Regions from separate parts of the Hordeum vulgare genome. Here all the other regions are linked to region 3. The links are chromatin contacts, called in public Hi-C maps. All regions are on one chromosome and are shown on one strand. The core of a region is the stretch at or near the end of the contact, and the rest is flanking DNA. Distances in the headings are between cores, read along the strand shown.

Region 1 (4,815 bases), core at 1,260-3,759, 250 kb after region 3:
TGATTATTTCAAAAAATTTGGCCTCCATATAGGCCGAGCTCCAAAACACCATTCTTGAATGAATTTAACTTTTTCCTCTATAGTTGTGCATGTGTGACACATATTATCCCATTTAGAGGACTTCTATAGAAATATCAGATTTTGAAGACTTTTAAGACGGTTTTATCTAATTTTCCAATTTCCTTATTTATATTAGATAGGATCGGTATGTAGCTTTATTCTATAAAAATGTGTGATGATCGGAAGGCACAATTGACGATCATATTTTGTTGTGCATTAATTTCATTCCTCCTTGTCATTCGGATATATTTAGACCCACACATCACCTCACACCTTGTCTAATGGACACACATTAAAAAATGAGAGTTCAAAGCTTGTAAAGGAGATATTCTAGACGAATTTCCACTCAACAGGATAATTAGTATCACCAATGCATATTTAGAAGGTAAAATATGGAATTCACTCTTTTAACATGGTTCCTCTTACCTATATGAGGTCAGAGCATCTACAACCACAGATGGAAAAGTTTGGTGCCTTATATGTTTGTAGCGTCCGGACGAATTCGCTTTGAGCCATTATTTATCTGACGATATCCCATGTATCGTCTGGGCACACGTATGTGATTGGTAGGGATGGATAGAAAAGAGAGAAAAAAAGAACAAATAAAGAGAAAAAAGATGGGTTGAGCTGGACCAAATCCGATGTGATGGAATACCCACACATCCTCGTCTCCTGTCCACTTATGGTTTGGGTTTATGGACAATCAGAATATATGAGAACCAAATAAGGACACTGGTTGTGTGTCATTTGTTTTTTATCTTCTCTCCCTGTCTAGGTTGTCCACTCGGACATACAACAACAATTTTAGGGGCCAATTTGTGGATGCTCTAAGAGTACCAAAGTTCATTAAAACAATTGGCTCTAATAACATGTCGGTCAAGCGTATTAGCACATTTATAATAACCGGAATACTTTACGCCTAAGGCACAGTTGGGGGGGGGGGACCTTTTCGATGCGTAGCTCGACTCAATTATATCCAACACTTGTTAGAAGCCGAGGTAGTTTAGGTCGCCTCGGATGCGGCCCAACATTAGAACTTGACTACAAAAGATGATTTCGTCTAACCAATTTTCAAGACAGACAGCCGAAAACGAAGGATAGCTCGGGTAAACCGAGGTGCGTTCAGACTTGAACATCAGTTGAGTGGCTACCGACGGTGTCCCAGGCCTCTCACCACGTCGTCTTCTAGCCTGGTGGGTTGGACCGATGACCCCCACTTTTGGCTTCGGAGTGGGCCGCATCGGGCGGCCCATGACGCGACGAAAGGATCCAAAAGAATTGATGTATACTACAAGAAGCTCGATTCGTAGAAGACTCATTTTCCTCGCACATGCCGACTATGGTAATGTAACCCTCCCCCCTTCCCAGGTATCTATGTAAACCAAGGGGTTAGGCTCGTAGGGGACACGTTACCATCTTTGAGCAGTTACATGTACTCTCTTCTTACTTCAGCATACTAAACACAAGCAAAAACATAAGGTATTATCTCGTCGGAGAGACCATTGGTAAAATATTGTGTCCCTCGTATCTTCCTGCCTAGACGCTTAGCTTGGGATCTCAACCTTGAGATATGTCGGATTTAGCTCCGTCACATATGACCCGACACGGCACGACACACATAAAAAAGGTTTGGCACGACACGACACATGCTACCCTTTCTAATCGTGTTGTGCTGGCCTGAAGGCCTCAACTCGGGGATCGGCCTAGCAAACGGTGTAAAAAGGCCGACACGGTCCAACAAACCCGTGGGCCGACCTTCTGGGTCGTTTTGACATTTTGGGTCTTCCATGTTTTAATATTCTATAGTAAAAATACAAAATATTAAGAAAAATAATTGAAATACTCCCTTCGTTTTTTTGGGATCCGCATATAAGATTTGGTCAAAGTCAAACTTCATGAACTTTGACTAAATTTATAAAACAAAATATGAACATTTATGATATGAAATCAATATTACTAGACGCATAATGATATTAATTTTCATAACATATATGTTTAGTATTATAGATGTTGATATATTTTGATATATATTTGGTCAAACTTTGTATCACTTGACTTTGACCAAATCTTATATGCAGACTAAAAAAACAGAGGGAGTACAGACTAATCCAAAATAATAATATAAAATACATAAGAATCTAGTAAACTAAAGAAATACATACAAATCTAAAAATTTAAAATCTAGAAAATCCAAAAATATATACAAATATAACAAGAATTAGAAAAAATACAGATATTTTTTAGACCAAAAAAATACAGAAAAATGTAAAAGCAATGCGTGCCGGGCCGGCCTTAAGGCTTGACTTCAGGGATGTGTGTTATCCATGGCGGGCCGAAGGCCACCCCGGCCCTTTTTATTCGCGTGCCGTGCCGGGCCAAAAGCCATACCCGCGGGCTGGTCTTAAAAGCACGGCCTGTATGACCAGGCTTGCCCTTAACCCAATGCTTTCCGGGAAGTAGCACGAGCATCCTCAGCCGAAGCAGCAATGGAGGAAAAGGCGAGCCAGAAAGCGGCGGGGGAGGAGAACCCCTCGCCGTCGCCGGGGCTGTGCCTGAGGATCCCCGGGGACTACGCCGTCGGCTCCATCCCCACGGTGCTATACGTCCCCGACTTCATCTCCCAGGCCGAGCAGGCCCAGCTCCTCCACCATGTACCGGACGAATCCTCTTCTTTCTCTATTCTACCACTCGCCCGATCCCCTACTTTTGGTTTCGAATTTCTCCTGTCTTGCTCGTGTGGTTTGAGGCTCTCTCTGGCGGCGGCTTCCGTTGCAGATATACCAAGCGCCGGCGCCCAAGTGGAAGGTTTTGAAGAACCGGCGGCTCCAGAACTGGGGTGCGTGTCGCCGGCTGCAGCCCCTGCCTGAATCCCTGCTTGGAAATTTGCGATATCCTTTTCTTTTCTTCTCTCGGCTCTGGGAAAGTGTTGATTTGGTCGACCTGTGCTGTGCAGGAGGAGTGGTGCACGAGAAGGGGCTGCTGCCGCAGGCATGTGAGTGTTCATCAACATTGTAGTGCTTAGCACAATTTTGTGGATTCTGTGTCATGATGATCAGGCATGCTTTACATAGCTCAACTGCCCCTACTTCAGGGATTCGTTCCTCCATAATTTGGTTGCGGTTAGAAAAAATTGGCTGCGATAAGCTTGCTAACATAGTTTGGCTGCCCTCTCTAGAATCCTTACGAATGACGAAATTTCCATCAGAGTTTGTGGTAGAGACATGTAAATAGATCTTGTGTGCTCAGTTAAATAAATTGCAAAAGCAATATGCATTGTCTTATGTTCTCTTTTCTAGTAGTGAAACATAAATGTTTGTATTTTATTTCTGAGAAACAACTGCACCGGGCTATTCATTGTCAATGAGAGAGCTGGGAAGATCTCAACTCTGGGAGGTTAGAGAGATAGGAAACACGGAAAAGGAAGGCAAGAAAAAGAGGGGATGTACATGAGGGCAAAGAGCAAAATAACAGTAGCTTCCCGGGATGAGATGCTCGATCAGCGACCATGCCGCCAGCCGGTGCCACATATCGTTCGTGTAGGGGCATTGCACAAGCATGTGATCCCCAACAACAGATTGTTCCTTTGTGATCCCCAACAACAGATTGCTTGCGCTTTTTGTGTACATTACTGTTTTTTGTTTATTGCATCATAAGCATCGATCTCATGTTTTCATGCAATTTTCTAGCTGGTATTTATGCATGCTTCCTGTTGTACAAAAGACAAAAAAAGTGTTTTCTCAGGAATTAGAAATATGATGAGTACTTAAAATTACAAACATTGTGCATTTTATTTTCTTAGTTAGGCAGTCATCAGTTTTTCTTAGTTAGGTAGTCATCAGTTTTTTATCATTGAAATTATGTTCATTTGTCTAATATTGCAGTACCTCCATGGCTTACAAAGATAACTGACAGAATCTGCCAGTGGACTGGTTTATTTCCTTCAGCTATCAATCATGTTCTGATTAATGAGTATCATCCTAATCAAGGGATCATGGTCAGTAATCATCAGCTCCATATTGTTCATTTCATTGGTACATCTTTTATTGGTTTGCGCTTCACTGAAGTACAATAACACTGCACCTTTCAGCCACACCAAGATGGTCCTGCCTATTTTCCTGTTGTCGCTATCATATCCCTTGCTTCACCAGTTGTGCTTGATTTCACACCCCATGGAAAGCTCAGAGGGCTCGAACATACAAATGTCCAGAATATACAAGCTGATGAGCTGCAGGAGAGTAATGGTTCCTATAAGGTTGAAGGCACGAAGGAAGCTGGTCCTGCTTCTTCGTCACTTCTACTAATGCACTGCAGCCTGTTAATATTCAAAGATCAGGCTTATACAGGTTAGCCCCGTAGTTTCTTTCCTGAATTAGCTAGATAAAAACCTCTTCAGATTATTATTTTTGGCAAAACCAGGCCTTAGTTATTTATATTTTCATGATATTTGCAGACTTCCTACATGGTATACAAGACAATGAGCTGCATAACCTAGACAAGGTGAAACTTTTTCCCATTGCAAAGCACTCAGAATATGAGCAGACTAACAATCTGTGTCATTTGCATTCTACAGGTTGCAAATATCTTGCAGTGCCCACAATTCAAGCATCTAAGCCATGATTACAGCCCAGGCAAAGCAGATAGCAGTGCTAGCTCTGATCCAAGTGTCACGTTCCGCAGGACCACGACAAGAGTCTCGTTGACGTGCCGGCTAGTGTTGAATGTACACAGTAAGCTGTTCAAGTTCTAGTATCCGTA
Region 2 (4,841 bases), core at 1,261-3,760, 210 kb before region 3:
GGCAAGCCACTTGGTCGCCACCGCTAGCAAGGCGACTCGGCTCGCCTAGGTAACCAGCTCGTTTTTTTCGCTTTTTATATATTTATTTCCTTTTTTTGTCTTATTCTTTATTTTCTTTTGTGCCTCCCTTTCTCTTTTTCCTAAAAGGTTTTATGTTTTGAATTTTTTTGAGTTTCTGAAACTTAATCAGCTGTTGTATTTACAGGCAAAAATAATAATTTTTTTTTGAATTTCCAAAAATACAACAAATTTGAAAACAGGAGCATTTTAAAGCATAAAATATTTTTCTAAAAAGTACATTTCGAAATATTTGTAAAAACAATTTGAAGCTGGAACATTTTTTCAACTTATGTATACTTTTTGAAGCATGAACATTTTTTGAACTTACATACATTTTTTGGAAAGGTAAACATGTTTTAGAAAATGAAGAACATTTTATAAAATTCCTGAACATTTTTAAATCATGAACATTTTTAGAATTGGTGAAAAAATTTGGACAACTTTAAAATTGGTGAACAAACGTTTTAAAAAGAGAAACATTTTACGTAAAACAAGAATTTTTTTTATAAAAGTTTGAAAACAAGAACATTAAAAAAAAATCAAACAATTTCTGAAAAAATAACATTTTTTGTAATATGTAAACAATTTTTGAAACGGAAACATTTTTTCAACTTATGTACACTTTCTGAAACACAGATATTTTTTGAACTGATGTACACTTTTTGAAAAGGCAAACATTTTTTAGAAAAACAAGATTAATTTTTAAAGTTCCCAAAGATTTTCAGATCATGAACAATTTTAGAATTGGTGAAAAAAATTGGAACAAGTTCTCAATTTGTGAACAAATTTAAAAAAGAGACATTTTTCGTATAACAGTAACATTTTTAATAAAAATGTGAAAACAAGAACTTTTTTTGAAAATTGTGACAAATCTATGAAAAAAGGAACATTTTTTAAATTTTGTAAACAATTTTTGAAGCGGGGACATTTTTTCAACTTATGTACACTTTTTGAAACATGAACATATTATGAACTTACGTATATTTTTTTAAAAGGTAAATATATTTTAGAAAATGAAGAACATTTTACAATTGGACAACTAAATTGAACACCTTTTCAATTGGCGAACAAAATTCTAAAAAAGAGAAACATTTTACGTAAAACAGGAACAATTTTTATAAAAGTGTGAAAACAAGAACATTTCTTAAAATATCGAATAATTTATTAAAAAAACGCTTTTTGAAATTTGTAAACAATTTTTGAAGCGGGATCTTTTTTAAACTTATATACACTTTTTGAAACACCGGCATTTTTTGAACTCTCGTACACTTTTTGAAAAGGCAAACATTTTTTAGAAAATAAGAACAATTTTTAAAATTCCCAAGCATTTTCAAATCATGAACTTTTTTAGAATTGGTGAACAAAATTGGAACAAGTATTCAACTTTTGAACAACTTTTTAAAAAAGAGACATTTTTGATATAACAGTAATTGTTTTTATAAAAATGTGGAAACAAGAACATTTTTTGAAAATTGTGACCAATTTATGAAAAAAGGAACATTTTCTGAAATTTGTAATGTAATTTTGAAGTGGGAACAAATATTCAACTTATGTACACTTTTTGAAAAATACAAACGTTTTTTGATCTTAATTAATTTTTTTGAAACAGAAGACATATTTATAAAATGAAGAACATTTTTTAAGTTTCACGAGCATTTTCAAATCATGAACATTTTTTGAATTGGTGAACAAAACTTAGAAAAACAATTTCTGAACAAAAATTATATAAGAGAAACATTTTTTGTAAAACAGGAGCATTTTTTTATAAAAAATTGAAAGCAAGACCATTTTTTGAAAACTCTGACCAATCTATGAAAAAAACACTTTTTAAAAATACCTAAAGTTTTCTAATATGAGATTTTTTTTTGAAAGATGATCATTTAAAAAAATTAAACACATAAAAAAAAGAAAACTTGTTACGAATTAAAGCAATGAAAACAGGAACTGTCACAATAACATTTTTGAAAAGTGGAACATTGTTCTAAAGTCGTGAACATTTTTTGAAAATGGAGGAACATTTTTTTACAATCCCAAATAGTTTTTGAAATTATGAATGTTTTTTAAAAACAGAAATGTTTTAAATTTAGAACATTTTTATAAAAACAGCAATATTTGCTAAATTTCAAAAACAGTTTTCAAACATGAACTTAGTTTTAGAAAATAAGCATAGAAAAGAAAGAACAAAATGAAAGATAGACAGAAAAACGAAAAAAGAAAAACAATGGATAAAATGAAACAGAAAAAGGACAAAAAAAATAAAAAAAGTGAAACTGCCTGCAGAGAAAATGGGCCGGCCTAGTTGAACTCGCCCCTGTGGGTTTGTCCGACTATTTGACTCGAAGAGCGTTAAATATGGTTTTCCATTCTTTTTCTCCTACACGCGCAGGGGCAAACCGTACAGGGGACCAACCGGGCCACGGCCCGACCTTTTTCCTGGATTTGCACTTAAGTTTTGCTATGAATCTGGTCCAGTAACAATCGATGGCCCACTCGGCAAGCTGTTGACCAGTCCTTGACCTGTTCATTTCATTCCACGGTCTGCCACTGCATAGGCCATGATTCGTAATTGCTACCCTTAGCGGCAAAATTCATTGTGTTGACCCTTCCGTATAGTTAAGCCGGATCTAACCTTAGTGAAGAATTTTTTTTAGATCCGACTCTTTTGCTACCGTCGTACCATTTAACGGTGGGTATAACAACCTATCGTGATGTCTCTGGTCATTTTTCTACCGTCAAACCTCGGTGATAGATTGTCATACTGCATCGTTAAAGAGTCCGACGATACCAAAAGAGTCAGATCCGAAAAAAATCACCGACATCGCATTCGGCCTAACTATACGAAAAGGGTCAAAACAGTGAATTTGGCCCATGTAGCTGAGTACGTACTACGCGTAACGTGCCCTGTCATCACACGTTGTTCGTTCCGCCGCAGCGCTCGAGCTTGGTAATCGGAGGCGACTGACGCGCGCTTCCACTTGGGGCCGGCCTCGGGTGCAATGCAATGTATTGGGCGGGCGCCATATGATCCGTGGAATCGGCGCCGATCTCGGCTCACGGGGGATGCTCCCCGTCAAGCCTACCGCCTCCTTAAACTGCTGGGTACAAACAAACATTTTCTAGCCACTACTGGAGTATACTACTGCACAAAGTTTTTTACTGTAACCCTGTGGAGTACTGGAGGAGCAGTAGTACGAAGAGCACAAACTAACATCCCGGCGAATGGTCGGCGACTCTTGGCTTTGTTGACTTCGATCGTCCCCAAGTGATTCACCGGAAGAGAAAAACAGATGGAAACGGACAAAGTTAGGGTGGTATAGCTGCTGACTTCCTCGTGCCGAGCCCTCCTATCCCCGAATTGTTTGATCCTGATAGTTTCATGTAAACAAAGCACGTCACGTGTTGGGCTATTTCTTTAACACAATACACACAAAGCCAAGAGTAGATCGCTACGTTATATGTGAAATCAAAAAAAAATTCTACGCACACGTGAGATCTATCCATAAAGATGCGTAGTTATGAGAGTGAGAGTGTGTCTACATATCCTTGTAGATCGCTACGCGAAAGCGTCAAAAATGTGGTTGATGTAGTCGTATGTCTTCATGATCCAATCGCGATCCATAACGATCAAGCGCCGAACATACGACATCTCAGCATTCAGCACACGTGCGGCTCGATGACGTGTGATACTTGTGATCTGCGTTGTGTTTTACATGAAAAGGGGCGGGTAATTGCAGCACAATACATGTAAGTATTTTTCTCAGCTAAGAAACCAAAGTTTATCGAACCAATAGGAATATCAATCCTCAACCATTTTCATCGGTTGAAAGAGCAAACAACTTTCATCCAACGCGGGCAAGAAGGTCGCCAATCCCCTTGATCTCGTTATTTGCAAGTAGAAGAGGTGGGTGGATAATTATAGAGAATTGTAAATTGCAAAATAAAATAAAAGATAAATAAGCACAACAAGGAAAATATAAGTTTTGTGAATATATAAGTGAATAGACCCGGGGGCCATAGTGTTCTCTAATGGCATCTCTCATGAAAGCAACATATGGTGGGTAAATAAATTATTGTTATGCAATTGACAAAAAACGAATAGTTATGCGATGTTCACAACAATGATCATATGTATATAAGCATCACATACATAAACAAATAGGCCAACTGTTGCATGCACCTACTACTATTACTCCACTTCAACAACGCTTATATGCTTGCCTCTATACGTATTAAGTTCATGACAAACAGAGTAATGCTTGGAGATCGATGACATGACGTAGACAAAGTAAACTCAAACAATATGAATAAACCCCATAGTTTTACCCTTAGTGGCAACAACACAAAGACGCATCTTGTCTCCTTCTGTCACTAGGATATATAAACTCATCAGGTTGAACCAACTACAACGTACCTGAAAGGACGTGGATGTCGCCTAGAGGGGGTGAATAGGCGCTTTAAAGTAATTACGATTTAGGCTTGAACAAATGCGTAATAAAACTAACATTTAATTTGTCAAGCATAAAACCTAAAACAACTAGGCTCACCTATGTGCACCAACAACTTATGCTAAGCAAGATAAACAACTACGTGATAGCAAGATATATAACAAGAAACAATATGGCTATCACAAAGTAAAGTGCATAAGTAAAAGGCTCGGGTAAGAGATAACCGAGGAACGTGGAGACGATGATGTATCCCGAAGTTCACACCCTTGCGGATGCTAATCTCCATTTGGAGCGATGTGGAGGCACAATGCTCTCCAAGATGCCACTAAGGCCATC
Region 3 (4,632 bases), core at 512-3,011:
GACATGGCAGAGAAGCTCATGAAAGCCAAAGTAAGAGGGGGCAGCAGGACTGAGAGGTTGCAAGAGACTGCCACAGAGCTACTCAAGAACATGCTGCTGGTGATGAAAGCGAGCGGGGTCTTATCGAGGACGAGCGCCGGCGGGGAGAGCAGTTTGTGGGAAGCAACATGGCTTCACGTTAACAAGATGGCGCCTTCGCTTCAGTCGGTAGTTTTCCCTGATTATGATGATGCAGTACAAGGTGCACAAAGCAAGCTGGATATCCCAGCAGTTTCTGAGGGGAGGTTGGTCCCAGTTTAGATGAACAAACTGTACTACTGGATATAATTATGTATTTGTAGGTTATAGTTAGAAGCAGATGATTTCGAATGTAGTACTACCAGTATACTTTTTGTTATAAATAACTTGGATTTCATATAGTACTAGTCAAATCCATGGTCAAGTTTGAGTAAAATGTGAGGGGGCACTTGCAGATCACAAGGAACGAAACTGATACATGATCAATTTCATGTTACAAACGTTGAACTGGTAGTAGTACTGCAGTACTTAATCTCGAGCAGCTAACTAGAAAGCTAACTGAACGACTCTGTTAGGTAGACGAACTAGTAGTGGTACTTGATCTGCTTCAGCAGTTGTAGAAGCAGCAAAATGCACGAGGAATCGCATACTTGCTGCTCGATCTTGACTTCACTCCAAGGAAATCCGGGAGAAGGGCCGCCCGAGTCTCGGCGTCCCGATGCGGCTGCGCACCCTGGCCATCGCCATGGCCGCCTCCACGGAGCGGTCTGCCCCCGCCAGCAGAGACCCGGAGCTGGCGGTGTGCCGCTTGCACGCCAGGGCCCGGCGCTTGTGCCGGTACGCGCGGCCGACGGCGCCCCAGCCGTGGGAGTGGGACGCGGCCTCCCCGTCCGCGTCGCCGTCGCCGTCCCCGGCCTGGTCGACGCCGGAGCTCCCCGCGCGCTTCCTCTTGGCGCCGGGCGCGGTGGCGACGGAGTAGCTGCCCTGGCCCACGCAATGCGCGGCCGAGAAGGGCGCAGGGGCCGGAGCGGCGTCGACGTCCATGGCGACGTCGAGCTGGAGCACCTTCAAGAAGATGTCGAGGTCGGCTCCCGGGCCGGCTAGGCGCTCGAGCGCTTCGACGGCGTCGGTGAGGCGGTCGACCTCCGCGCTGCAGACGAAGAGGGACTTGAGGCCGGCGAGGAACTTCTTGGCCGAGCCGACGACGGCGGAGGGGTTGGTGGTGGCGTCGAGCACCTCCTGCCCCCGCAGCGCCTCCTTCCGCAGCAGCTGCAGCCAGCGGTGGAGGGAGCTGCCCCGCACCGCCGCCCGGGCCTCGGCGGCGTCCGCCACCCCCCGCACCATCGCCACCAGCTGCCGCAGCCGGCGCCGGCGCTGGCTCACCCGGGAGTTGCCGCCCCAGTTGGCCTTGAGGTAGCTGATGAACTCGCCCATGAGGGGCGACTCGAGGATCTTCATCGCGGCTCCTGTCCCCTCGCGCGAACGCCGAGCAAGACCAGACGCCGGCGGCGGCGAGGATCGAGGAAGAACAAGGGTTTGTGTGCGGAGGTGAGATGTGGAGGTGGTGGTGGTGGTGGCAGCAGCGGAGGTGAGTGGCATTGAACAACGGAGCTCCTCGGAGACAGTGTGCAGTGTCAGATAAAGCTACCGTAGTAGACCGAGAGTGAGCAGTGTGACATTGGCAGCGTGCGTCCCATGGCCATGTGTGCATGCACTGGACCAAGACCAACCCAGTTTTCTTACCCGTGGTCAGGGCCTCACGGGCGAGCCCCTGTCGAGTGTCAACCGTTGGATTCGGGATCGGAAGGGCGGCATCCAGTGTTGAACGGGATGACTGTGCAGGTGACCGGGAAGTGAGACGCAGGGATAGATTAAGAAGGACGGCTTTGTCGATCAGGGTCCTAGCGACTAGCTCGGATGTAATCCAGTCGAGGTTGAATCAGGTTGTTTATTTACGATCAATAGCTTGAACAACATACATTATTTGGATCCTCATGTGGCAATCGTGGCTGATTGCAAAGTTCTAGTGTTGGAGTTCCGAAGCATTTCTCTCAAACATTGCTATGATGAGGTAAATCAAGTGGCGAATGAGCTAGCAAGGAATTATTTTATCAATATATCCTCTAGTTCTTTGGAATATGTGATTCCATATTTTATTTCTCATTCTCTTGTAAACGACATATCTATTATTTAAAAAATAAAGTCTCTTACCTGTTAAAAAAAGATAAATTAAGAAGGAGAGTACTCTCGAGTAGGGCCTTCTTAGAGCTCGGCCTTCATGCGAACCTTTATTTTGAAAATTTTAAATTTAATTATTTCGGTTTCAAACTAACCCTAGAAAAAATAAAAATATACAAGGATGAAATGTGTATGTGTGTAAAAATTCAGGACGAAATGTCTTGGGATGCGATCTCTGCAAAAAGCTGTAGATTTGTCTTTTTTACACAGCTCTCATTTCAACGTATTTCGTCGTGAAAATTTACACACATGTATATTATGCCTCCATGTATATGTCTATTTTTTTTAATACTTTTTGAAATGTAAAAACATGAACTTTGATGAATTTTGGATTCCAAACAGCATTTTCAGGTACTCTCGTGTTGTCCTGTCAAGAGGCTTAATAGGGCAAGGCGAGATCGAATATTGCTTTTGGCTCCCGAGCTCATTGGAGGCCTTTAAATTCAAACTTGAAATTTAGTGAAAATTTGTATTTTAATGTTTCAAAAATTCTGAAAAAAATACATAGATAAATAAAGGTATAATACAGAAGTGTGTAAATTTTGAAAACAAAATACGTTGAAATGAGGGCTGTGCAAAAAGACAAATCTGAGACTGTTTAACACATGTTACTATTCATCATTTCAGACCATGAATTTATCTTTTTTGTACAGATCACGTTTTAAAGTATTTTGACCTGAAATTTTACACACATGTCGGTTACATCCTTACATACATGCATATTTTTTTTCAGAATTTTTTGAACCATAAAAATTTAAATTTAAAATTTTAAAAAATAAAGGCCTCCATGGTTCCCGAGAGCCAAAACGCCATTCTCAAGGCGAGATGGCTTTCCTTATCAACCGGTGCGCATCGGGTTCACGTCGTACTCACATCCCCGGCTTTGGCATGCAGAGATCGGTGAGTAGCCTTTTGCACTGTCTCGCTTCCATCTGTGCGAGCAAGTTAGTTGGAGACTCATGTGCGGCCAACTCCAACGCTCGATCTTAAATGGATATCCGTTTTGTTTAAAATTCTTCTATTTGATTATGATAATGGGGTGACGTTCGACCGTTTTTTGGATGCGCAGACCGTACGCCCAACGTACGAACGCATCTTGTCCGACTGCATGCAAAATAAACCTCATGTCAACGACCATAGTTCGACAGACGGTCATAGTTCATGCCGGCAACAAAGCCAATGTCTCGCACACTAGTCAACCTTAAAAAAGAGAATTCTATTTCCATGCCCCTCGTTCCTTAGTTCTCCTCTGTTTTGCCCCACCTATATCTTATTGTGCTCTCTTTCCCCCTCCTCTACTCGCCGGCGCCTCACAAGAGGCCAAACGGGACCTTGTCGTCGGGTCAAAGCCTTTAATTGTCACATCGCCGTTGCTGACGCGTGGGACCGCCATGTGAGGCTGCATGCATTCACATCAGCGTTGTTCACGCGTGGGACCACCATGTAAGGCTGCATGCATTCGCATCGCATGCTGCTGACGTGTGGGACTGCCATGTAAGGTTGCATGCATTCGTGTCGTCATGTAAGGCTGTATGCATTTGTTGGGGGACGTTGCATGGGAAACAAAAAATTTCCTATGCACACAAAGACCTATCATGGTTATGTCCATCTACGAGAGGAGATTAGATCTACGTATCCCTGTAGATCGCTAAGCGGGAAGCGTTAAGAAACGCGGTTGATGTAGTGGTATAGCTTCGTGATTCAAATAACCGTCGTCCCACGATCCGTTCCGATCTAGCGCCGAACGGACGGCAACTCCGCGTTCAACACACGTACAGCTCGATGACGATCTCGGCCTTCTTGATCCAGCAAGAGAGACGGAGAAGTAGATGAGTTCTTCGACAGCGTGACGGCGCTTCAGTGGTGGTGATGATCTACTCCTGCAGGGCTCCGCCCGAGCTCCGCAGAAATCCGATCTAGAGGCAAAACTATGTAAAATAGGTTTGAGTTGCACGTGGCAAAGTTATGTCTCAAAAACCCTAAAACCACCAATATATATAGGAGGAGGGGAGGGGCTAGCCTTGGTGCTCAAGGGCCCCAAGGGTGCGCCGGCCGAAGTGGAGAGGAGGACTCCTTCTCCAATTCGGTTTGGGGAAGGAGGAGTCCTCCTCTCCCTTCCCACCTCCCTCTTTCCTTTTTCTTCTTCTTTCCTTTGGTATTTTCACTTGAGGCGCCATAGCCTTCTTGGGCTGGCTCCACCAGACCACTAAGGGCTGGTGCGCCACCCTGGGGTTACTGGGCTCACTCCCGGGTGGGTGGGCCCCTCCCGGTGAACACCCGGAACCCATTCGTCACTCCCGGTACACTGCCGGAAATGCCCGAAACTTTCCGGTGACCAAATGAAACCATCCTATATATCAATCTTCGTTTCCGGAC

Evidence for each region. Hi-C and Micro-C count contacts between places; a contact is called where the count stands out from the background.
Region 1: a contact with region 3 is called in a Hi-C map of seedling, with 2.7 times the contacts expected there. The contact joins the promoter of LOC123442835 here to the promoter of LOC123442844 in region 3. A contact is called at or near these places in 2 of 6 Hi-C or Micro-C datasets (leaf and seedling) and 1 of 1 datasets of contacts at active chromatin or transcription factors (embryo).
Region 2: a contact with region 3 is called in a Hi-C map of leaf, with 4 times the contacts expected there. The contact joins the enhancer-like site here to the promoter of LOC123442844 in region 3. A contact is called at or near these places in 3 of 6 Hi-C or Micro-C datasets (leaf and seedling) and 1 of 1 datasets of contacts at active chromatin or transcription factors (embryo).

The regions. Positions count from the first base shown.
Region 1 is chr3H:37,184,402-37,189,216 of MorexV3_pseudomolecules_assembly, reverse strand. It overlaps LOC123442835 (alpha-ketoglutarate-dependent dioxygenase alkB homolog 6), which reads left to right and starts at 2,509. Exons shown (of 7, transcript XM_045118992.1): 1 at 2,509-2,711; 2 at 2,836-2,896; 3 at 3,014-3,052; 4 at 3,942-4,054; 5 at 4,148-4,403; 6 at 4,511-4,557; 7 at 4,631-4,815. The coding sequence starts at 2,547. The coding sequence ends at 4,807.
Region 2 is chr3H:37,647,935-37,652,775 of MorexV3_pseudomolecules_assembly, reverse strand. No RefSeq gene overlaps it. Among protein-coding and RNA genes, the nearest start is that of LOC123439451, 49 kb to the left of the region's middle. Within about 2 kb of position 2,510, at least 2 of the 3 cell types and tissues checked have open chromatin away from gene starts, as enhancers often do. A contact at or near this core is called in leaf, where this site is marked.
Region 3 is chr3H:37,437,553-37,442,184 of MorexV3_pseudomolecules_assembly, reverse strand. It overlaps LOC123442844, which reads right to left and starts at 1,761. Exons shown (of 1, transcript XM_045119005.1): 1 at 475-1,761. The coding sequence starts at 1,617. The coding sequence ends at 688. It also overlaps the pseudogene LOC123442842.